4 separate regions of the Mus musculus genome follow, and regions 2, 3 and 4 are each linked to region 1. A link is a contact called in public HiChIP or PLAC-seq data. All regions are on one chromosome and are shown on one strand. Each heading gives the region's core, a stretch centred on a gene start, on an enhancer-like site or on the middle of the called end of the contact. The rest is flanking DNA. Distances are from core to core; before and after follow the strand shown. Region 1 holds the start of Fam32a (family with sequence similarity 32, member A). Region 2 has its middle 9.1 kb from the start of Gm35572. Region 3 holds the start of Tmem38a (transmembrane protein 38A). Region 4 holds the start of Zfp882 (zinc finger protein 882).

Region 1 (5,482 bases), core at 2,211-4,710:
GCACACACCATCTCCCTCAGGTGTGAACACAGTCCACCTGACTGTGACACAGCTCAGTGGGTAAAATCACTTGCAGCCAAGTCTCACAAGCTGAGTTGGAGTGCATTCTTCATTCTTCAGGGACGAGAATGGAAAGGTGTCCCTGTGATGGACAGCCAGGACAGACAACATTCACACTCCATAACTGGTATTCACTTTATTCCAGACATGTCAGCTCCACGGATTTGTCATTCTTTCAGTATCTATGGCAAAAGGAGCTGCATCTCTCAACAGCGTGTGCAGAAACTCTTCAAGTGGTCCCCTTAGTCCCTCAGATGCCACAGCTCTGCAGCATCTGCACCACTACACCATGTCTGCTGGCACTCTGCCTGGGCCACGTCTAGCATTTGGTCTCCTTAGACCAGGAATGCCAACCCGGCTTATGCCACATGCCACATACTTAAAAACTCAGGTGCCATCACTGAGAACGGAGATTAGCAACATCTGCCATGGCAGTCTACAGGGTGGACTGTGGGACAGGCTATGTGCTGCAGACCTGTGTCCTGTGTCCCACTCTTGCTTCAGGTGGTGTTGCAGATGCAATCTGATGTCCAGGTGGCCCAAAATAGAGCAGCACTGTGGGAACTTCTGTGGTGGTCCACGTGAGCTTTCTGTCCTGGCATTGTGGTGTAAGTGAAGACAGATGCCGCAATGGGGGTGGGAGGGGGGCCATCCTTCCAAGGCCTTCACCCAGAAATGACCTCAGCATATCAATCTACAATGTTGCTGTCCAAACAGGAAAGGGAACTACCCCAAAACCAAAACCCAGTGAAAGGACACCCTGACTTTAATCAAGTCTCAGAAAACCTGGTCTCAGCAGATTCACCAGCCAGGTGTAAAACATTCTAGAAAACACGGAGGGACAAGACAAAACACTGTCAACCTGGCCTTCTGCCTTTTTGCACCAGGGGCAGGTTACTTGGTCCAGCTGACTTTGGGAATGTCATAGTGCTCAGTGAGTGTATCCAGGTGTCGGTTGAAGTCCTGTAGAAGATAGACCACATCAGTGTGAACCAGATGGCAATATCGCCGCCTGCACCCAGACCATCTCACATACTCCACCACAGGTCTCACAGCACCCAAAACAAGCCATGCCTGAGGGTGGGCTCCAACAGTCCAAGCTGCACTGTCTGGGCTCTGGCTACCCCCCCATGGCTCAGTCTGCTGACAGGTGCAGGGCTCACCTCCACTCTCTGTTTGTGGGTTTTTGATGCCTTCTTCAGGATTCTTTCCATTTGCTGGAGAGAGAAGAGACCAGGGTGAGTCCCCATGACTGACACAGCCCAGGCTGGAGCTGCACAGATGGGGGTAGGGAGCCATAGCTCATTGATGCCCAAAGCAGCTGCTATATTTGGGAGGGACCCTGCTTAGTCTCCCTACAACCCCAGTATTCCTCATGGGCAGATCCTGCCAAAAGCTGGAAACTGGCTTTGAGAGGCCTGGAGCCACGTCCCACACAAGCAGACTCCTCTCTGGAGTAAGAGACTCCAGGTAGGAAGGGCAGAACCCGAGTGCATGCTCAGTGCTCCAGCTCGCATTTCTGTTGCTATGACAACATACCCGCCTATCTGGCTGGCTATTTCACCTTACAGTCCATAAAGAGGGAAAGTGAAGGCAGAGACTGAAGGGCCACAACTCAGTCAAGAACAGAGATAAATGGAAGTGAGCATGCTTCACACTCAGTTTTCCTTTGCTGTTACATGGTTCAAAACCCAAACACTGGGGGCTAAAGATCTTGAGTTCAGCTCAGAGCCAGCACTAAATGGTGGCTCACAATTTTCTGTAATGACACCCTTCCACACCTACTACACCCTATGGGAATGTCACAGTGGTCAGTGAGTGTGTACAGGTGTCCGTTGAAGTCCTGTAGAAGACAGGCTATACCAGTGAACCAGGTTGGCAGTACCCCCATCTCTACCCAGCCTATCTCACATACCCCACTACAGGTCTCATAGTACCCCAAAGGAGCCTGAGGAGGCACCATGCCTGAGCGTGTGCTCCAACAGTCCAAGCTGCATTGCCTTCGGCTCCCCCTCTGGCAGCACAGCACAAGAAGACAACACACTCATACACATAAATAAAAATTTCCAACGGTCTTCCACCCAGGGCTGGAGAGATGGCTCAGAGGTTAAGAGCACTGACTGCTCTCTTAGAGGTCCTGAGTTCAAGTCCCAGCCCACATGGTGGCTCACAACCATCTATAATGAGGCCTGGTGCCCTCTTCTGGTTTGCAGGCATATATGCAGGCAGAACACTGCATACATAATAAATAAAGTCTTCCACTCAGGACCAGAGCTACCAACGACAGCAGGAAGGGGTGGCAGACCCTAGGGGACTCTAGTTTGTATCAAGTTGTCCAATTAGGGTGCCCAGAAGGGCCACAAGACCGTAGCCAGCCAGCCCATGTCGTTATTCAATTGCAGAGGCAAAAAAACAAAACAAAACACTCCACTGAAGTACAGGCTATACCAGACCAGAGAACACAATTGGCTGGGAGACAGCAAGGTGACCCACACATCCCAGAAACTCTGTGGGAGTTCCAATACATAATTGATGCCCTTTGTTAGATGGAGAAGGTGCCTTCCTGGGTTTTCTCAACAGGGATATCACATTGTAACACTGCATCCTAGAAGTTCAAGTCTACAGAGATAGTGCCAGGACAACCAAGGCTACATAAAGAAACCTGTCTCAAAGCAAACTAAACAAACAAACAAACACCCAAAATAACTAGTATGGCCTTGTGGGCCATGCTAGCCTCTCCAGGAACTAAAAAGCTGAGGCAGTAGTTCAGGGCCAACTGCAGCCTACATAGAGAGTTACAGAAGAGCCTGGGTTCCATCCACACACACACACAACCTTCAAATAACAAAAGTACATTTGAAGCTAGGAAAGCGAGTTGTCATGGAAACAGACTTTGTGGTAACTTAAGAACAATGAACTTGGCTAGCATTAAGAGCTGATGACATCTGTCTTCCCAGTTCACAAGAAGACCACTTTAGGCAGGGCTACCAGGCTACCAGGAGTTGGGAGAAGGCCTGGGCTACACGGGCAGTTGGAGCCGGCCTGTTCTGCCCCTGCCTCACCCGCTTCTCCTGCATCTTTTCGAAGGCTGCCTGCGCCGGCGTGCGCTTGTCCAGGCAGCGCCTTTTCTCCTCCTCGCTCTTCTTGCTCGTCCCCATGGCCTCCAGCATCTTGGCCTTGTCTTTGTCTTTCTTCTTCTTCTTCCTGAGAGAGAGGGGGACGGTAAGAGGGGCCGGAGCTGGGGGTCGGCCCTCAGGGACAGACCGCGGGCTCCCGGGCCTCACCGCTTTGTCACGCCGAGCTCTGCCACGCCTTTCAGCTTCAGGGGGCCCTTCTGGACTTGCTCGTAGGCCTCCATAGCGCTCGCAAGCCGTGCCCCGGGAACTCCGCCACACTTCCTGTTTGCATACAGTACTTCCGGCCGAAACCCTCCTCGCTTCCTTCTGATTGGTCAGCTAGGACGCACGCGTCCTCAGGGTTCAGAGTAAGTGCACACTTCCGGTCTCGGGTAGTCTTGGCAACTGTCCAACAACATAGCTCGCCTAAAGACACACTTCGTATTTGGGCGTCCATTTCTGACTTTATGGGCATCCACTTTTGCTTTGTGGCATTATTTACTTAATTACTTTTTTTCCAATTTAGAAAATTACAATTACCCAGAACTCCAGAGACAGAGACAGGAGGATCTCTGGATCTCTGGATTCAGCGTGTTTTATGTAGTGACTTCAGGTCAGCCAGAACTAAAGACTGTGTCTCGAAATAAGTAATAAGAAAGAATAAATCTGGGGCTGGTGAGATGGCTCAGTGGGTAAGAGCACCCGACTGCTCTTCCGAAGGTCCAGAGTTCAAATCCCAGCAACCACATGGTGGCTCACAACCATCCGTAACAAGATCTGACTCCCTCTTCTGGTGTGTCTGAAGACAGCTACAATGTACTTACATATAATAATAAATAAATCTTAAAAAAAAAAAGAAAGAATAAATCTTTAAAATTACATTAAAAGTTAGTTACCTGTATACGTGTATGTGAGTGTGTGTACACACGTGCCAGAGCACACGTGGAGTACAGAGGACACTTTGCAGTACTCTCAGGCCTTATGCTGTGGGTTCCTGGGAATCAGACTGATGTGGTCATATTTATAGACGAAGATCCTTTGTCTGCTGAGTCATCTCAATGGTCACAATTATTTTTCTGTGAGTTTGAGGGCAGAAGTGTCATGACACTAAATGAGTCTGATAAACGTGGAATTTGCTGTGTAGACTGCTCTGACCTCTAGCTTGCTGCAGTTCTGACTGAGCATGCAGAAAACTGGAACTGCAGGTGTGTGCCACTGCCCTAGCTTGTCTTGTTGATGTTTTATAGAGGACAGGCTTGCTATGTAGCAGATGATTAAACTGTCTTTTTGGTTGTTTGTTTGTTTTGAGACAGGGTCTCACTGTGTAGCCTTGGCTGTCCTTGTACTCCTTATGTAGGCTATGCTGTTGTGAATTCAGGGATATCCACCTGCCTCTGCCTCCCAAGGGCTGAGTTTAAAGGTGCGTGCCACCATGCCCAGCAACCTTACTTCCCAACTACTGGGATCACAGATGTGCTGGGATTTTTTTTTTTCTATAGCAATTTTGGGGAGTGGGGAGGTTACATTTATTTATTTGTGTGCTGTGTAGAGCAAGTAGAGGTCAGAGCACAACTGTGGGAGCTGCTTTGCTCCTTCCACTGTGTGTCCAGGGAATCAGGCCCCTACTGCTGTTCTGTGAGAGGCTCTCTCTGTGTGCGAGGCTCTCCTTACACAGCCCCGAAGCTTGTGACTCCCTTAGTTCTGGATGTTAAGCCTGAGCCACTACACCAGGCTCACTTATTATTCTATATCTGATGGCTATTCTTGGTTTACAGCTTGACTACATCTTGAATTAAATAAAACTCAATAAAAGTGTTGATTTTTTTCTAAGTAAATCATTTAAAATGGGAAGATCCAATTTTAATCCAGATCATTTGAGATGGAAAAATCCACTTTTAATTTGGGACACACTTTTTTCTGGCAGCTGATGCATGTTTGCCCTAGCTTTTTATAGTGCATTCTGTACTTTCACTGACATTAGAGCCTGCTTCTTTGGGATTCCAGCATATACTGAAGACCAGCCAAGACATTTAGCATTGTGGAGTAAACAATTATTGAATTGTCGGACTCTAGCTGGACCATAGCTTGGGAACCACCCTAGCTTCCATGGCTAAATATATATAAAATCAGACTCCAGAACCACATTGAGAGCACCATTCTGACCTTAAAACCCAGGACCAAAACCTGCAAAAATGGGAACAAAGATCTAATCCATCAAAAATCTAGTCCATAGTTCCAGAATCCAGGAAAGTCCCTAAATATACTAACCTTGCCTTTCACTTCTGCTTCTTGCTATTATTGCTAAC
Region 2 (5,482 bases), core at 1,393-3,892, 470 kb after region 1:
ATGTTCAACATGAGCACATCAATCTGTTGGCCCAGGACCTGAAGGGCAGTTGAACACCAGACATGTGAGCCCCGCTGCTCCCATCTCCCATTTTGGATGCTCTCAGACCTGAAATCACAGGTGTGACTCTACAGCACAAGCCTAAAGGCCTTCAACATACAGTGTTTCAAAACAGCAGGAAACAAACTCTCAAGTAGGTAAAGCCCAAACACACGCAGCCAGCCCCATAGCCAGATCCACAATCTGCAGAAAACTCCCATCTGTGGATCAGTGCCACTAATGCCTAGTGCCCAAAGAGGCCACAAGAGGGCACTGGATCCCCTGCAACTGCAGTTGCAGATGGTTGTGAGCAGCCATGTGGGTGCTGGGAACTAAACCTGGGCCCTCTGGAAGAGCAACCAGTGCTTTTAATACATGGTCAGTTCTGAAGCCTCTACTTCTAAATGTCCTAACTACCAAAAGGAATGCAGTGGTACAGACACATATATACATGCAAAACACATATACACAGTAAAAAAATTTAAAAATTAAAAAATAAAAGACATCTAGACATGGTTTACTGTCTTCAGGACCAAAAGTTGATGGCCCTGAGGGCAGAAGTGCCTGACAACTAGACTGGATTCCTGGAGCCCACACAGAGAGCCAGATGTGTCAGTGCAAGTCTGTAGTTCCACAGTGAGACAGGAGGAGATAGGAGGTACTCAGAAGCTCAAAGCCCAGCTTGCCTGGGGTACACAGCACCACTGCTGCAGAAACGGGAGACTGTGACTCAGAAACAAGGCAGAGGTTAGGTGAGGTGGCACACTATTGTCACCTTGGTATTTGGAAGTCAGAGGCAGAAGGATCATTGAGTTCAAAGCCAGCCTCCCATATATAACAAGTTGGAGGCAAGCTTAGGATACATCAGACCATGTCTCAAAAAAAAAAAAAATCAAACAATAATGAAAAAAATTAAAAAGGAAGGAGAGAAAACTCATCTCAGGTAATAATTTGGGGTGGGGGTTCAAGACAGGGTTTCTCTGTGTAGCCTGGCTGTCCTGGAACTCACTTTGTAGATCAGACTGGCCTCGAACTCAGAAATCCGTCCTGCCTCTGCCTCCCAAGTGCTGGGATTAAAGGTGTGTGTCACCATCACCCGGCAAGGAAACTCATCTCTCAAAAGTCCTGTGACCTCCGTTGCTGTTTTGGGCCTGTCTTTTCAGACAGATCTCACTATGAAGACCTGGGTACCCTGGAACCCATTATGTGAATCAGGCTGGCTCAATCCACAGGCCTGCCTCTACTTCTGGAGGGCCATGTTCTGGTTTAGTTGTTGTTGTAGTTTCAGACAGTCTCACACTGTGGCCTGACCAGCCAAGGTCCTGTGGTCTAGGTCCTGCCTCTGCCTCCTGAGTGCTAGGGTCCCAGTTGTACACCACAGGCCTTGGGACATTTGTTTCTTTCCATATTTTGTGTTTGCACCTGTGTCAGGATGCACAAGTGCGTATCAGAGGACAATTTGCAGGATTCCACCATGTGGATTTTGGGGATTGAACTCAGATCACTGGGTTTAGCAGTAAGCACCTCTACTTGCTGAGCCATCTCACTGGCCCCTGGAAGCTGGTTTAAATGTTAATCATTTTAATCCAGCAGATACCAGTCATTCCCACCCTCCATGAATCTCTCTAGAGAAACAAAGAGGAGGCAGGTGAACATCCCCAGCACTGTGTTTCTAAGATCCCTGAGCTAGAAACCACCACAGCAGCCATAGCTAGAGGATGGACAACTTCAACATAGCACAGGTACCAAAAGGTACCACCCTCTGATACTTAGATGGAACCACAAAACTGGAAAAACACTGGCCCCCAAACACTACACACAGACCTGACAATTCTGCTCTTCTACACCCCAAAGCTCAGGAACTCAAATCCCAGGATGGGACTGTATGCAGTGTGGCTTGCATTTAAAGGCAGAAACACACTAATGATGAATGGATAAATAAAATATAGTCCAACCACAGGGGGAACAGCCCTCAGGTACAGTAGGAATGCTGCACTAGTCCACAGCACATGGGTGAAGTTAGGAAACATGATGTGGCTATTGCTCAGCTGGCAGGGTGACTACCCAGCATGTGGAGTCCTGGGTTCCATCCCCCAAAATGTAGTCTGAAGGTGGTTGCACCTGCCACCCCAGCACTGGGGCAGTGGAAGCAGGAGGATCAGGAATGCAAGGACATCCTTGGTTACATAGGGAGTTTTGGCCAGCCTGGTCTGCATGACAAAAACAAAGAAATATCCCAGCACAGACAGTGTGTGTGTGTGTGTGTGTGTGTGTGTGTGTGTGTGTGTACCCCCACTGACAAGCAATGTCCAGAACAAGCCAGTCCACTGAGGCAGGAAGCAGAACAGAGGCTGCCAGGGGTTGGAGTGATGGGTATTCTAGGGCTATGGACAAGTTCTGGAATGGACAGCTGTGAGGGTTGCACAACACTGAACTACTGAGGAACTGTCTGCTTTCAATCATGAATTTTACACAATTTCAATAAAGTGGAAGTACTCAGGGTGTGTATTCCATTCTCTAAAACCCAGCTAGCCACACAGGAAGCTAGCTGACTGCTGGCTGCTGGCTGCTGGCTGCTGACTGTTGACTGCTGGCTGCTGGCTGCTTCTGGGTGACAAGATACAGAGGGTCAGGAGACCCATGTGCTTCTGATCTTGGTCATAGTAGCAGGCTTATACCACAACCTACAATGCCACACAAACTTCCTGTGACAGGTTCACACTTTTATATTGAGGATGGCCTGGACCACAGAGGGAGGACAACACTGCAGGTGACAGTGCCCACCGAGTCTGAAAAGAAGTGAATTTTTAGGATCACCTCTGCTTGAAGCAGAGCACCTACTCCCACAATGTGTCCTGTGAGCTCCACAGAACACTAACACTTACACACTAACAAAATGGAAAGTCGAACAAATCCCACTGATCAAAAAGTAAGAAATAGGCTTGGTAATGCATAGCAGTACTTGCGAGGCTGAGACAAGAGGATCCCTAGTTCTAGGCCAGCCTGGACAACAACTAGACAGACCCTGCTTCATTCAGCAAGGACAGGGTTGGGAGTCTGTAGGAACAGTAAGGGGTTGGGATGGGGTTCACAGCCATACTTGCCTGGCAGTTCAGGCCACTCTGAAACTCAATCATAGAAAGTTCCAGGTGGTGACACCAGAGTTCAAGAACATTTTGTGTGAGAAACACAGGGACTCAAACTGAAATTCTATGCCTTAATCAGTCTACACCTACATGCCTTAACACACCTACATGCCAGTTATTCACTGCCTGTTGGCCTTCAATCAAAGATGGCCTATAGAATCAACAGGGGGTCATGCAGATGACATCAACTAGTGATGGTGTAGATACTTAGTCTGCTGCATGATATTTGCAAAATGACAACAAAGACTAATGATGTACATTGAAAAACATCTGCCAAATGAGACCTGACTGCACACTACTTGTGGACCCACAAATGCACATGCTCGTGAGTACACACACAAACACACTTGCCCTGTGCACACAAGATCATACAAACATGCCCTCATGCAAGCTCTGCCACACATTTATACACATGAGCCTTCAGACATGCACCCTTGGGTCCATGCCCAATACCACAGAAACTTGCCCACAGCCAGGTTCAGTGAAAACTACCCCTCCTAGAGCTTGCGTTCTGGGAGGTGACTCCAGTGTGCCTGTCAACTGCAGGCGCAGGAGCCCTGGTTTGTTTGCCAACAGGCTGCCTGGAAACTGGTGGCCAGGGGTTACACTGCTGCCCACCCAGTACCTAACAGGGACTGTCTCCCATGGGAAAGTCCAGAAAGGTCTGTTGATAGGTTCTGTCTAGTCCCTGGGGCATAAGGCTAACGGGGAAAACTAACAGAGCTAGGTCAGCAAGCTCCATCCCAAACCGGAAGGATATTGATAAGGTTTCTTGCTCATAATGCTTGTAGCCCTGCCAGGCTGTGGGCAGAGGAGGGCAAGAAAGTCAGCTAGTGTCGTGTTAGGAGACTGTTCCTTTGACAACTCTCTTTTCCCATGTTAGAGTGCCTACTTCCTGGAAAATCCCTCCCATGGGACCTGCCTAGGGAGCCTTTGTCCACTAGCCATCCCCTACAGGAGCATCCTGATGCAAGGATGAAGCCTTCCTGAAAGCAGCATGGTACCCACCTTCAAACCTTTGTCCAGCTGCCCACAAGCACTTGGGGGTAAAGTGGGGGAAATAGGGTTTTAAATCAATGAAAGCCTGGCTCAAAGATAAAAACCTATACACAGAGACAGAGACACTAAGAGAGACAGGGACTTTACTGCTGAGTCACAGTTTTGAGAACTAAAGCTTCATGACCATGCAAGTGCTTCACAAAAGCACCGGGAGAGTCCCTGTCTGCAGTTATCTAACAGTAGGAGTCTCCATGAAGATTGTGTCACCCTGAGGACATGACTATATTAATAAAACCAGGCAGCATGCAAACAGACCAGAGGTTACAAACAAGACTACCAGGCTGGGGCCACTAAGTGATAGGGTGCTTTTGGCATGATGAAGGCCCAAGTTCCATCCCTGCCATCTTATTAACAAGCAAACAGAATCTGCTGGGGGTGTAGCTCAGTGATTAGGCCCTGGCCTAGCATATGTGAGGTCCTGGGCTCCATCCATCAACACCCATTCCCTACCCCAAACCCACCAGGTCCAGGGATCACTGTCAACCCTCAGGACTGCCATGGTACAAGAGGAGAAACAACTCCCCTGATTTGTGCCTGACCCCCACATGGATGCCATGTGTGCCCCCATGCCGAGTATATTTAAGAAAAGCAAGAGTATGGGGTTGACAGGCACTTGCTGTTGCCCTTGCAAGAGACCTGGATTTGCTTCCCAGCACCCACACCACCCAGCTCAGCAGGTTTCAGGGAGGAACTGGATATGTAGCCCTGTGCCACCAGCATCGTCCAGGGTGGGGAATGCAGCTTCTGAAGAGGAATGCAGGCCTGGCCTCCAGACCTGCACCTTTGAGGCCTGTCTTGAGAGCCTGACGCCATGACAAAAGAGACTCCAACTCTCCAGAGGCCCACTGCAGTCAAATGACACCTCATGATGGAAACAACCAGTCCCCAAAGGCATGCCACTGAGCAGAGAAAGCTTCAGACTCGTTTCTGTGCCCTCCCCCAATAACATGAACCCTTTCATGAACTAGGTGGCAATACATTGAGGCAGGAGGATCAGGACTTTAGTGGACAAAACTGGGCTCTATGAATCAGTGTGTCTGTCTGTCTCTCTCTCTCTGTCTGTCTCTGTCTCTCTGTCTCTGTCTCTGTCTCTCTCTGTCTCTCTCTGTCTGTCTCTCTCTCTCTCACTCTGTCTCTCTCTCTGTCTGTCTGTCTCAAATCAGAGCCAGGAAGAATTTCAGCATGTAGGGTCCTTGTAGCCAAGCTCAATGACCCACTTCAGCGCCTGAGACCACACA
Region 3 (5,482 bases), core at 1,489-3,988, 350 kb before region 1:
GTGCTGGTATTAGAGGCATGCACCAACACTCCTGGAAAAAGACTTTTAAAAGACCACAGGAAATCTGACATGCAGCTAGGGTTGAAGAACTGATGAAGTTCTAAAGTATAAAACCAGAACCTTCTGGAAAATTCTGTCTCCTACACTTGCAGCAAAGATGGCTTACTGTGATATTCCTGCAGAGGTATTCAGACAAGAATGAGCATGGAACATCTAGAATTCAAGCACCAGGGAGGCTGAGGAAAGAGGAAAGCGTTTGAGGCTAGCCCGAGGAACCAGTGGGATCCTGGCTTTTTTTTTTTTTTGCTTTTTTAATAGGGGTTGGTAAGATGATTCAGCGGTAAGAGCACTTGCTGCCCAGTGATGTCTGGTGATTTGAGTTTGATCCCTAGAGTCCACATAAAGATGGAAGGACAGAGTTGTCCTTCATCTCTACATGCACTCTGGGGCGTGTATATATACACATATACTAATAATGACAATAACTGAAAATGTTTTTTTTAACACAAATAAAATAAAGGGGGCAGTGAGTTTTACTTAAGTTCAATCCCCAAGTCCCCCACAGGGGAGGGAGAACAACTCTGTCAAGTTGTCCTGTGCCGTCCACATGCATGTCCTGGCACATTCACAATCCTCCCACACGCGCACACACACACTAAATGATGAAAAGAGTTAAAAATAAAAAGAGCACCCCATTTTCAGCACACTTCCATACTAAGTCCATTCCAGGGGGTTCCCACCTCCTCACAGTGGATCTTGGGGTGTGCTGGGTTCCACAGAAACCACCAGGAATTCTTCCTCAGACTGGAAACCCCGTTACTCCAAACAATAGCACAAACAAGAACTTCACCTTGCAAAGCCTTGTTGCTTGTGCACAGGGAAAGAGACCCAACACGCATGCCCGACAGTCTCGCTAATCCCGTTTGCATAAGAGCATGTATTTATGCTTGTAAGGACACGTGTACAATTTCATCTGAGAAAGCTCTGGAGATGGGCCCTTTTGGGGTTATCAGAACACTGTTTTTAAACTTGATTTTTTTTTCCTTCCACCTGTGGGCCATCTTGAAGCACCACCCCATCCCTAAGCAAACATAGGAGTCTGGTTTTGTCACCCCAAAAGTAATTAATTTACATACCCACCCACAGAAGGGTCTTAACTTCCCTGGAAGGAAATTACCCTGTCCTTCAAATTTGAAGGTTCAGTAGAATAACTAAAACTACAGAAGACAAACACGACACATTTGCTTACACTGAACTTGTAATAAAAATAGAACGCTCCAGGGAGGCATTTATTTATTTATTTATTCATTTATGTAGTCACTTATTTATGTTTGTTTTTGAGATGGTCTGTAGTCACACTGGACAAGAACTCATCAATAGCCCTGGCTGTCCTGGAATTAACTTGCTTTCCTCCTTTCTCTACGTTCTACGTTCTGGGGTTAGAGGCGAGCTACATTTGTCCTCATTAAAGCAGATTTGGAGGAGGGGTGCGGTAGCAGCAAGATGACTCTGCTGGTAAAGGAGCTTGTCTATGAATTTGACCACCAGAGTTTGACCAGTGACCCCCGTAAACTGTCCTCTGACCTCCACACATACCCACAACACAGAGATAAGTAAAAGTAATTAACTTTTTTTTTTTTTAATCAAAGAAGTAGGGTCTATCCTCCTCTGACTCTTGAAAGGAAGCTGACCCAAAGTTGCCCTGTCCTGGAACGGTTTAGGCTCCATAAGTGGGAAGGATCCCAGGCCCGAGCTGGCCCAGCTGGCATGTGAGAAGGGAGGGAAGAAGATGCCAAAAGATGCAGTACAGAGGGGACATGGGTGTCACTTTCCCCCGAACCTGATCGCAGCACCCAGCATGGCCAGTCCTTATATAGTCACCAGGCAGTCAATTCAAGGGCGTTAAGGGAGGTCATGGCAGCTGACGTCCAGAACATCTGACCCTCGCCCAGGCAGGTCCGATCCTTGATTTGGAACCTTCGCCACCATCAATCCCCCTTGCCCAAGATTAAGTTCAGGAATCCTTGCTCTAACCTGACTCTGGCCTTTTCGTTGCCCCCGCCCTCAACCCCAACCCCGCAGCACCTGTCCTCCTAACCGTAAACAAGAGCGCTCCTTTTCTTCCCTCCCACCTCATTTGCAGCCTCCTTTCCACAGCGCCTCTGTCCCCAGGGTTCGCTCCTCCACCTGCGCGAGCGTGGGAGCACTCCACGATCTCAGCCTCTGCCTCCTCCCCCATCCAGCTCCAGGATCTAGCCTGTCTCCTCCTTTCGTCTCCATCATCAAGCTAGGGGCAACCTCCCTCCTGGTAACTCCTACAATCCTCGACTCACCTGGCTCATACTTCAGGTAGATGATGGAGACGATGAAGTAGCTGAGGTCGAAAACAGGGAAGAGCGGCACCCGCGAGAAGCTGAGCGCTAGCTCGCCCAGGCTCAGCGCTGACATCAGGTCCATGGCGATGGAGGGCGCCTCCCCGGCCCCGTGCGTCCCGCGCCCCGCTGCCCGACGAATGCTCCCTCGCCACTGAGCCCGCCCCACTGCCAGGCACCGCCCCCCGCCTGCCCCCACCCCTCGGGAGAGGAGGGGTGGTGGGGGACTCCTAGCAGCCGGGAGCCCAAAATGCGGGGCCGTAGGGACGTCAGAACTCGTTCAACAGAGCCAAAAAGGCGATCTGTCCCCTGCATCCAGCACACACAAGAGGGAATCTTGTCCTTAAACATCTGCGTAGTTAGAATCCTGTCCCTTTTCCATGGGACTAACCAATTCAGGACCCCTATTTCCCTCAAAACCCGCGCCCTCGGAAGATCTCAGCCAAGAATATCATGTTTCATTCCTGAGGATCCAAAGTCAGAACCCCGCCTCCCACAAGGGGACCTCAACCAAACCCTCACGTTCTGTTTGGTTTTGTCTCTCTAAAAGGCTCCACAAGTCAGAACCCTCCTCTTTGTGGACCCCAGCCCAGACTGGATCCACTAAGTTAGGACCCTCCCGCTTCAGGAGGCCCCACAAGTTAAGATCCATCCTCTGTAGACCTTAATCCAGGCCTTATGTTCTGTAAGTCTGTCCGGTCAGGACTCTCATTCTCCGTGGGGTTACTCGAGTCAGACCTGGGAGGTCCGTGGGAGGTACAACTCAGGCAGGAGGTCATCCTGACTCTATGCACTCTGAGCCGGGATCGCAGTTCTCCGTGGGGACCCAAGTGGAGTCCTTTTGGAGTTCAGGCATCTGCCGCGCCCATATCCATATCCAAGCCGTTCACGGGCGGCTCAAGGGTCAAGGGCGCAATTTCTGTAGCCCGGAATCCATAGCCCAACCAACCCCCGAGCGGCATCAACAGCAGGGACCAGCTGTGGCACGTAACACTGAGCATGCGCGCGCGCACCCCAAGCTCCGCCCTGTAGGTGACATCATGCTACATCCTCAGTCGAACCCAACCAATGCTGATTCAGAATTGGTCAGTTCTCGTTCCACTTTCCGCCCCTCATCACGGCTTCCGTTTCCGGTTTGACGGACGCCTTGGGTGTAAGGATGATCGGAGACATACTGCTGTTCGGGTAATATGAATGAGGGGTGTTAGAGGTCGGAGAGTGGCAGTCAGAGGGGTGGGGGTGACCCTTACTGACCGTTACTGTCCCTCCGCAGGACGCTACTGATGAACGCCGGGGCTGTGCTCAACTTTAAACTGTGAGTAGGCCGCGACAGGCGGTGTCCCAGACAGCCAGGCCCTCCCACAGCCAGTCCCCGCCCACACCCTTGGTCACCGCCAGTCCCGCCCTGTGCATGCTCCACGCCCCACTAATCCTACCTCTAGCCACGCCTCCGCGCTGCTTCACCAGGCTCTGACAGTTCTGTATCACTCCAGGATCTTTAAATCTGTACTCTCTAGACCAGGGAACGGCTCAGCGGGCAGAGGCGCTTGCTGCCAAGCCTGACTACTTGAGTCCGATTCCCGGATCCCCCATGGTAGAAATCCTGTTGATTGTCCTTTTGATCTCCACACAACTGCTGCGGGATGGCACACTCATTCTTTTTTTTTTTTTTTTTTTTTTTTTTGGTTTTTCGAGACAGGGTTTCTCTGTGTAGCCCTGGCTATCCTGGAACTCACTCTGTAGACCAGGTTGGCCTCGAACTCAGAAATCCGCCTGCCTCTGCCTCCCAAGTGCTGGGATTAAAGGCGTGCGCCACCACGCCCGGCCCGGCACACTCATTCTTACTTGCAGATTAATATTAAACAAACAAAAAAAAATCTGCACCCTGGGATTGCTTGCATCTCCAAAGAGCCTCATGCTCAGGCTTATCCCTCAAGAATGCCTTTCTGGCTCTTGGACCCACTCTATCCTGTCTGTGGCTGCACACCCAGCTGTGATGGACTAGGCTGGTTGAGAGTGTCTCACAGAGGGTTGTATCACTGCCCCAGGTCACACTGCAAGTCGGGGGCAGAGCTGAAGTTCATGCCCTTCCTAGCTGAGTGTCAGGGTCAGGAAATCCGATGGTGTTTATGTTTCACGGAAAGCTGGAGTTATCTGCTGTTCTTTATAGGAAAAAGAAGGACACACAAGGCTTTGGGGAAGAATCGAAGGAACCCAGCACAGGTAAGCATGTCTTTCTACCTTCAACACTTTAAGTCGATTCCAGGGTGCCTGTTCTCTCTCACCAACCTGCGCTTTCCTCTCTTTTTCCTTTTTATTGTTGAGATGTGGTATTAGAGGGCCATGACTAGCCTTGAATGCCTGCTCCCTCTGCCTCTGCCTCTGCCTCCTAGGTGTTTGAATGACAAGAGTACTCCACCATGCTCTGTTCATCAGCTTTATTGAGTGCGTACCATATTGCCAGCCACTTAGCTGACTGCTCTGTCGGGGTGTGGGTAAAGAAAGTGATCCTGCCCTGTGGGACTCAGCCCAGGGCGATTCAGAGGGTGTTCTGGAGGGATAGTGAAAGTGGGTGTCAGGAAGGTGCTGCTGCCGCTGCCGCTGCTGCTGCTGCTGCCGCTGCTGCCGCTGCCGCTGCTGCCGCCGCCAGCGTGGGTTGATGTGACATGGCAGAGGTCCTTTCCATGACAAGTGTGGATATGATTAGAGTTTTGAGCCAGCCTCAGCCCCAGAGTGAGACCTGGTCTCAAAATCCAATTTACAGAAGCTGCTAAAAGGCCCATCAGGCAAAGGCAGTTGCCACCAAGACTGACTGGGTTCAATTCCCCAGGTTTTACATCGTAGGAGAGAATTGATAGTTTGTCCTCTGACTTAAACATATTCTGCTCTATTTTAAAACAAAAAACCAACAACATTTATTAAAAAAAAAAACAAAAAACAAAAAGCTAAGGAGGTAAACCAGAGCGATGGCAGGTGATGTGTTCTGGTGCGCATGCAGTGCTCTAAGTTCGGCCACAAAGTGTGGAGATGGCAAATTCTCAGTCTAGCCAACCTGGGCCTGGTAACTAGGACCCACGGCTCAGGAAGAACTCTAATTGGACAGACTTGAG
Region 4 (5,482 bases), core at 2,168-4,667, 310 kb after region 1:
AGAAAACTTTGGAAAGCTTGTACTTGGTATCTTATAGGCAATCTTAAATATTTTGAAAAAAAACTATGAAGAATAACCTACTTTGATAATGCAAAAAGATTTTATTTTTTTCTCTCAAAAATGCTAAGGGAAATATAAATGAGGGGAATGGCATTGCTAGAAGAGGATCAGATATATTGAGTTAATATAAGTATTTCTCAATATATCTTTATCCAGTTGACTACTAACCCAAAAGATATCTACATATAAATAAAGAGTATATCACATAAAGAATGTGAACTGAATGAGCTGAACATTTTTCAAAACAAGAGTACTGAGCAAAAATGTCTAAACAAAATAACGTTATGTGGCTTCATTACCCTGATATCACAAATAGATCACCCAGAAATAGAGACAGACAGACAGACAGATCAACTGAGGAACTTCAGAGTTAAACTGCATCATAGATCATGCACCTAACAGCCTTTTACTCCTTTTACTCTATCAAACAAGTGCAGAACACATGCTCTTCTCAGCATCAGATGAAAGCTTCTCCAAAATACATCACCTACTAGGTGATAAGGCATTAGTAAATCAAAATACATTTTAAAAAGCCAACTAACAGAGCAACCAACCAAACACACCCCCCCCAACCAAAAAACACTCTGAAATGCTTTCTTGCATTGTACAAGATCAAAAATAGTCAACTTGCAAAATACTTAATTTGGAAAAACTATTAAGAAATCTAAGTCCAGGAAGACAGCTTAGTTTTTATCCTGCTCGCCACCTAAACATAAAAAACTAATTTCTGATCCCTAGTGCTCACATACAAAGTTGGCCATGGTGGCACACACCAGTGATGGGTACTTAGAAGGCTTGTACTGTGAAACTATTAGAGGAAAACAAAAATGTAGCCAAACTGCTCTGTAAAATGTATATATGATAATAAACAGCTCTGTAGAATGTATATATGACAATAAACTGCTCTGTAGAATGTATATATGATAATAGAAATAAACGAAAGGAAATCTTTACTTGGAAACATGCTCACATTTTTCCCTTTCCCATGAATAGAAATCAAATTATATACTGAAATGGAAAAGGCAAAAATCAAGAATTCAAAATCGCATAACTGACCTCAGATGCAAGACAGTCTTTGATAATATTAAACACCATGTCATGATAAGAGCTCAGAATCTAGTAGGCACAGAAGAATCATACATTAACATAGTAAAGGTCTGTATGACAGACACACATTAGTAATAACATTCTAAATGAAGGGGGCAAAACCTGAATGCATTGTCTCAAAAACCATAAAAAAACCAAAACCCACTAAGTGACTATTCACTACTCTTCTTGAATATAATATTAAACTATTAGCCAGAGAATTATGCAAGCAAAGGCAATAACAGGTATATAAATCAGAAAGGAGGAAGTCAAACCATCTTTGTTTCAATACATAAAGAGGAAAACCCAAACCTGTTACTGTAGTGTACACCAGGAGTCCCAGTATGTGGGAGGCTAAGAAAGCAGGGTTAAGAGTTCCAGGTCAGCCAGGCGTACACAGTTATACTGTCTGTGTAAAAAGTAACAAACAAACAAACAAACAAACAAACAAACAAACAAAAAAGGTATAAACCGGGTGTGGTGGCGCACACTTTTAATCCCAGCATTCAGGAGGCAGAGGCAGGCAGATTTCTGAGTTCGAGGCCAGCCTGGTCTACAAAGTGAGTTCTAGGACAGCCAGGGCTATAGAGAGAAACCCTGTCTCGAAAAAACCAACCAACCAACCAACCAACCAACCAAACAAACAAAAGTAACACATATCTGAGAAAACTAAGGAGAGTCCAAAAGATTACACCAAAAAGGCTTATATTATAAAGTATTTAGCAAGGGTACAAAATCAACACACAATGCCAGTATATTTTCTCTCAGCAAGTAATGAACTATCTCAGAGATACACTGTTAGAAAGTCATAATGCCTATACACATAAACTAAAATGCCCAAATTAAATGATGATGAGAAAATGTTCTACAAAGGCAGCTTTAGGTCACTGAAGAAAAAAATAAAGAGAAAGAAAGAGAGGATTTGGAGTTGGGTGGGCAGAGAGGTGGAGAGATTGGGGAGGAGTTGGGGAGAGGAAAAGTGTAATCAGAATATATTGTGTGAATTTTTTTTCAATTAAAAAAAATAAAGAAATTAAACACGACACTAGAAAAGACTACCATGATCATGGATTAGGAGAATCAATATTGCTAAAATAATTCAAAGTTGTAATTCAGATTCAATGAAATTTCCATTAAATAATCACATTTTACACACAACTAGCAACAGTTCTTAAAATTGCTATGACAGTGCAACAGACCCGGGGGGAGCCCAAGATATCCTCAGCAAAAAAAGAGCACACTGTGCAGATCTGTAATGAAAATAAACAGAACAGAACAGAACAGAACAGAACAGAACAGAACGAAGCAAAACCCGACAGAGTAGTGTCATAAATATTGATGTACAGTCCATTGGAAAAGAGAAAATAAAAATAAGCCCATACGTTCAGCCAACTGATTCTCAACAAAGGTGCCAAAAATATATACCAGAGAAAGCACCAATAAAATAATGGTGTTAATGCTGGATTTCTACATGATGTTTGAAACTAGACTCTGATCCTAGAGAAAAACCAATTCACAAATTGTTCACTTGTTGCCTGAAAATGACTGGCTGCTCAGAAAAGACAAAACACTATTAAGCACGATCAAACCCGTACCTTAATACTGTTGACATATCCCTCCAAGCAAAGCCCTTCTCTTCTAGCCACCGCTTGACACGTTTCACACTTTTTATCTCGGGCCTTCTCCCTATTTCTAACAGTCCTTTCAAATAAAGTCATGTCTCAGCATTAAAGAAGTTGAATCCCTACAAACCGCCCAACTGCATCACAGATGGCCACACTCCTTGCACCCCCATGTTGCTCACGGGGACCTGTGGATCGCCCGGTCCAGTGAGTTTGGCAATGTGGGGACGGGCCTGGGAACCGAGGGATTTCAATTGTCAATCAAGCAGCAACAACAAAAGCATTTGGATGGAGAAGACATTCAAGGATTCCAGAATCCGCTTCCCATGGACCGGAAAGACTGGGAAATCAGGTTCTACTAGGCAAAACAAAGCAGCGGCACATCGCCCCCGCGCGGCTCCCGTACCGCCAACACAGCTGGCCGCGCAGTCCAGGAGTCGCGCGCGCAGCTGCAGTCTTTGCCGTGGTTCCCGTACCGAGGGACTCGCCTGCATTCCCCGCATCCCCGATGCTCACCATAGCTGAGCTCCGGACCTCAAGCAGCCTCACGCGGCTCCAGGGTGGAGCGGCCTGAGGTCCAGCGACCCCAAACTCCCTCAGCGGACTGGACTGAGAGAGCAGTGACAATGGCGTTGCCAGGAAGAAAGATGGCGGGTGAAGAACTTCCGCTCTGTTCTCCGGGCCTCCAGCGACCTGACTCTGATACTGGGTTTGACGGTCATGAGAAACCTGAAGCTGAACAGTTTGGCACTCAACTGAGAACAGAGTCGCAACTATGGTAGCACCAGAAAGAAAGATGGCGGTGATGCTCTTCCGCTTTGCCTGACCCCAGTCTTGATTGGATCACTTATCTCATAACTGTTTTGGGGAGGGTCAATGTTACACTGCAGGGTAGAACAATACAGCACTCCCTGAGCTGACCGTACAGTTTAGCGACTTTGGCACCAGAAAGAAAAATGGAGTTAAGGAACTTCCCACTGGTGCTCTTGACCCATACACAGAGCCCCTTGTGATGTTGTATGTTGTCAAAAGACCCTTACAAAGACCACAGAGACCGCCATCGTTGCAAAACGCATGAGGATTTTACTTGTCCAACATGTTGGGGAACACCCTCTCAGCACCAGGCCAGAGGAGAGATCCAGAACAAAGGAACACACTTTTTATTACCTTTGTAAGGGCCGGATCTAGGCACCAGGGTAGTTTGGCTTATTTTAATTGGTGTAGCCAATAACCTTTTTGGACATTGGTTGATTTGTATAGGGTGACTCTCATTTTGTCTGTCCTTGTGGTTTTTAGTGTAAGGCAGGGCAGGGGCATTGTTAATCTTGTTCTGGCAGCTGTAAGCTTAGTCATTTTGACCGTTAAAACTATGTTTCTATATTTGTTTAGCCAGCCAGCTTCTTTATCTGGCTCTGTACTTGGCCTGGTAGTACAGTTTGGAAAGTCCTTTTGAAGGGGGAAGGTACTAGGTAGTCTTGAATTTATTTTGGATATTACAGTGACACGATAAAGAATCCTTACCTAACTGGAACGAAAACAAGCACTCCAGAGTTAGCCATTTCCAGAACTGTCTAGTTTAAAATAAAAATGAGTGAATGAATGAATGAATGAATGAATAAATAGTGCAGAATTCTGTCAGACCTTCAAAGAGGAGCTAATACCAATTCTCTTCCACAAAATAGAAACAGAAGGAACACTACCTACTTCATTCTATGAAGCCACAGTTATGTTGATACCAAAACCACACAATGACTCAACAAGAAAGAGAACTTTAGACCAATTTCCCTTATGAATATTGATGTAAAAATACTCAATAAAATTCTTGCAAACTGAGTCCAAGAACACATCAAAACAATAACTCACCATGATCAAGTAGGCTTCATCCCAGGGATGCAGGGATGGTTCAACATGTGAAAATCCATCAATGTAATCCACTATATAAACAAAACTCAAAGAAAAAAAAAACACATGATGATCTCATTAGATGCTGAAAAAGCACTCAAGAAAATACAACACCTGTTCATGTTAAAAGTCTTGGAAAGATCAGGAATTCAAGGCCCATACCTAAACATAGTAAAAGCAGTATATAGCAAACCAATAGCCGACATCAAACTAAATGGAGAGAAACTTGAAGCAATCCCAGTAAAATCAGGAACTAGACAAGACTGTCCACTCTCTCCTTATCTATTCAATATAGTACTAGAAGTTCTAGCCAGAGCAACAAAAGGAGGTTAAAGAGATACAAATTTGAAAGCAAGAAGTCAGAATATCACTATTTGCAGAAGATAGTATACTTAAGTATGATAGTATACTTAAGTGACCCCAAAAATTCCACCAGATAATTCTTCAGCTGATAAACAACTTCAGCAAAGTTAGTTGCTGGATATAAAATTATCTCAAATCAGTAAACCTTCCTCTACTCAAAGGATAAACAGGCTAAAAAAGACATTAGGAAAATGACACCCTTCACAATAGTCACAAATAATATAAAATATCTTGGTGTGATTCTAACCATTCAATGGAAAGATCTGTATGACAAGAACTTCAAGTCTCCGAAGAAAGAAATCGAAGAACATCTCAGAAGATGGAAAGACCTCCCATGCTCATGGATTGGCAGGATTAACATAGTAAAAATGGCTATCTCACCAATAGCAATCAACAGATTCAATGCAATGCCTCATCAAAATTCCAACTCAATTCTTCACAGAGATAGA

What was found. HiChIP or PLAC-seq counts read pairs in DNA pulled down with a chosen protein or histone mark.
Region 2: an H3K27ac HiChIP or PLAC-seq map of bone marrow-derived dendritic cells shows a contact between it and region 1, with 5 times the contacts expected there. The contact joins the enhancer-like site here to the promoter of Fam32a in region 1. A contact is called at or near these places in 5 of 39 promoter capture datasets (the C10 cell line, cranial neural crest, liver and 2 more) and 2 of 115 datasets of contacts at active chromatin or transcription factors (bone marrow-derived dendritic cells and embryonic basal ganglia).
Region 3: a contact with region 1 is called in an H3K4me3 HiChIP or PLAC-seq map of embryonic stem cells, with 2.6 times the contacts expected there. The contact joins the promoter of Tmem38a here to the promoter of Fam32a in region 1. A contact is called at or near these places in 2 of 39 promoter capture datasets (erythroid cells and neural stem cells), 5 of 115 datasets of contacts at active chromatin or transcription factors (the SCID.adh cell line, bone marrow-derived macrophages and embryonic stem cells) and 2 of 9 other capture datasets (adipose tissue and embryonic stem cells).
Region 4: a contact with region 1 is called in an H3K4me3 HiChIP or PLAC-seq map of stem cell-derived neural progenitor cells, with 26 read pairs. The contact joins the promoter of Zfp882 here to the promoter of Fam32a in region 1. A contact is called at or near these places in 6 of 39 promoter capture datasets (the C10 cell line, the HPC-7 cell line, cranial neural crest and 3 more), 5 of 484 Hi-C or Micro-C datasets (B cells, cardiomyocytes, embryonic stem cells and 2 more), 4 of 115 datasets of contacts at active chromatin or transcription factors (bone marrow-derived macrophages, extraembryonic endoderm stem cells, intestinal villus epithelium and 1 more) and 2 of 9 other capture datasets (adipose tissue and embryonic stem cells).

The regions. Positions count from the first base shown.
Region 1 is chr8:72,217,723-72,223,204 of GRCm38.p6, reverse strand. It overlaps Fam32a (family with sequence similarity 32, member A), which reads right to left and starts at 3,460. Exons shown (of 4, transcript NM_026455.5): 1 at 3,345-3,460; 2 at 3,123-3,264; 3 at 1,224-1,277; 4 at 1-1,023. The coding sequence starts at 3,418. The coding sequence ends at 955.
Region 2 is chr8:71,744,356-71,749,837 of GRCm38.p6, reverse strand. No RefSeq gene overlaps it. Among named protein-coding and RNA genes, the nearest start is that of Gm35572, 9.1 kb to the left of the region's middle. Within about 2 kb of position 2,642, at least 27 of the 459 cell types and tissues checked have an H3K27ac peak or open chromatin away from gene starts, as enhancers often do. A contact at or near this core is called in bone marrow-derived dendritic cells, where this site is marked.
Region 3 is chr8:72,569,079-72,574,560 of GRCm38.p6, reverse strand. Tmem38a (transmembrane protein 38A) reads right to left here and starts at 2,738. Exons shown (of 6, transcript NM_144534.2): 1 at 2,334-2,738. The coding sequence starts at 2,457. It overlaps Smim7 (small integral membrane protein 7), which reads left to right and starts at 3,513. Exons shown (of 5, transcript NM_172396.3): 1 at 3,513-3,557; 2 at 3,646-3,687; 3 at 4,543-4,595. The coding sequence starts at 3,532.
Region 4 is chr8:71,906,541-71,912,022 of GRCm38.p6, reverse strand. Zfp882 (zinc finger protein 882) reads right to left here and starts at 3,417. Exons shown (of 3, transcript NM_001166645.1): 1 at 3,285-3,417. The coding sequence starts at 3,287.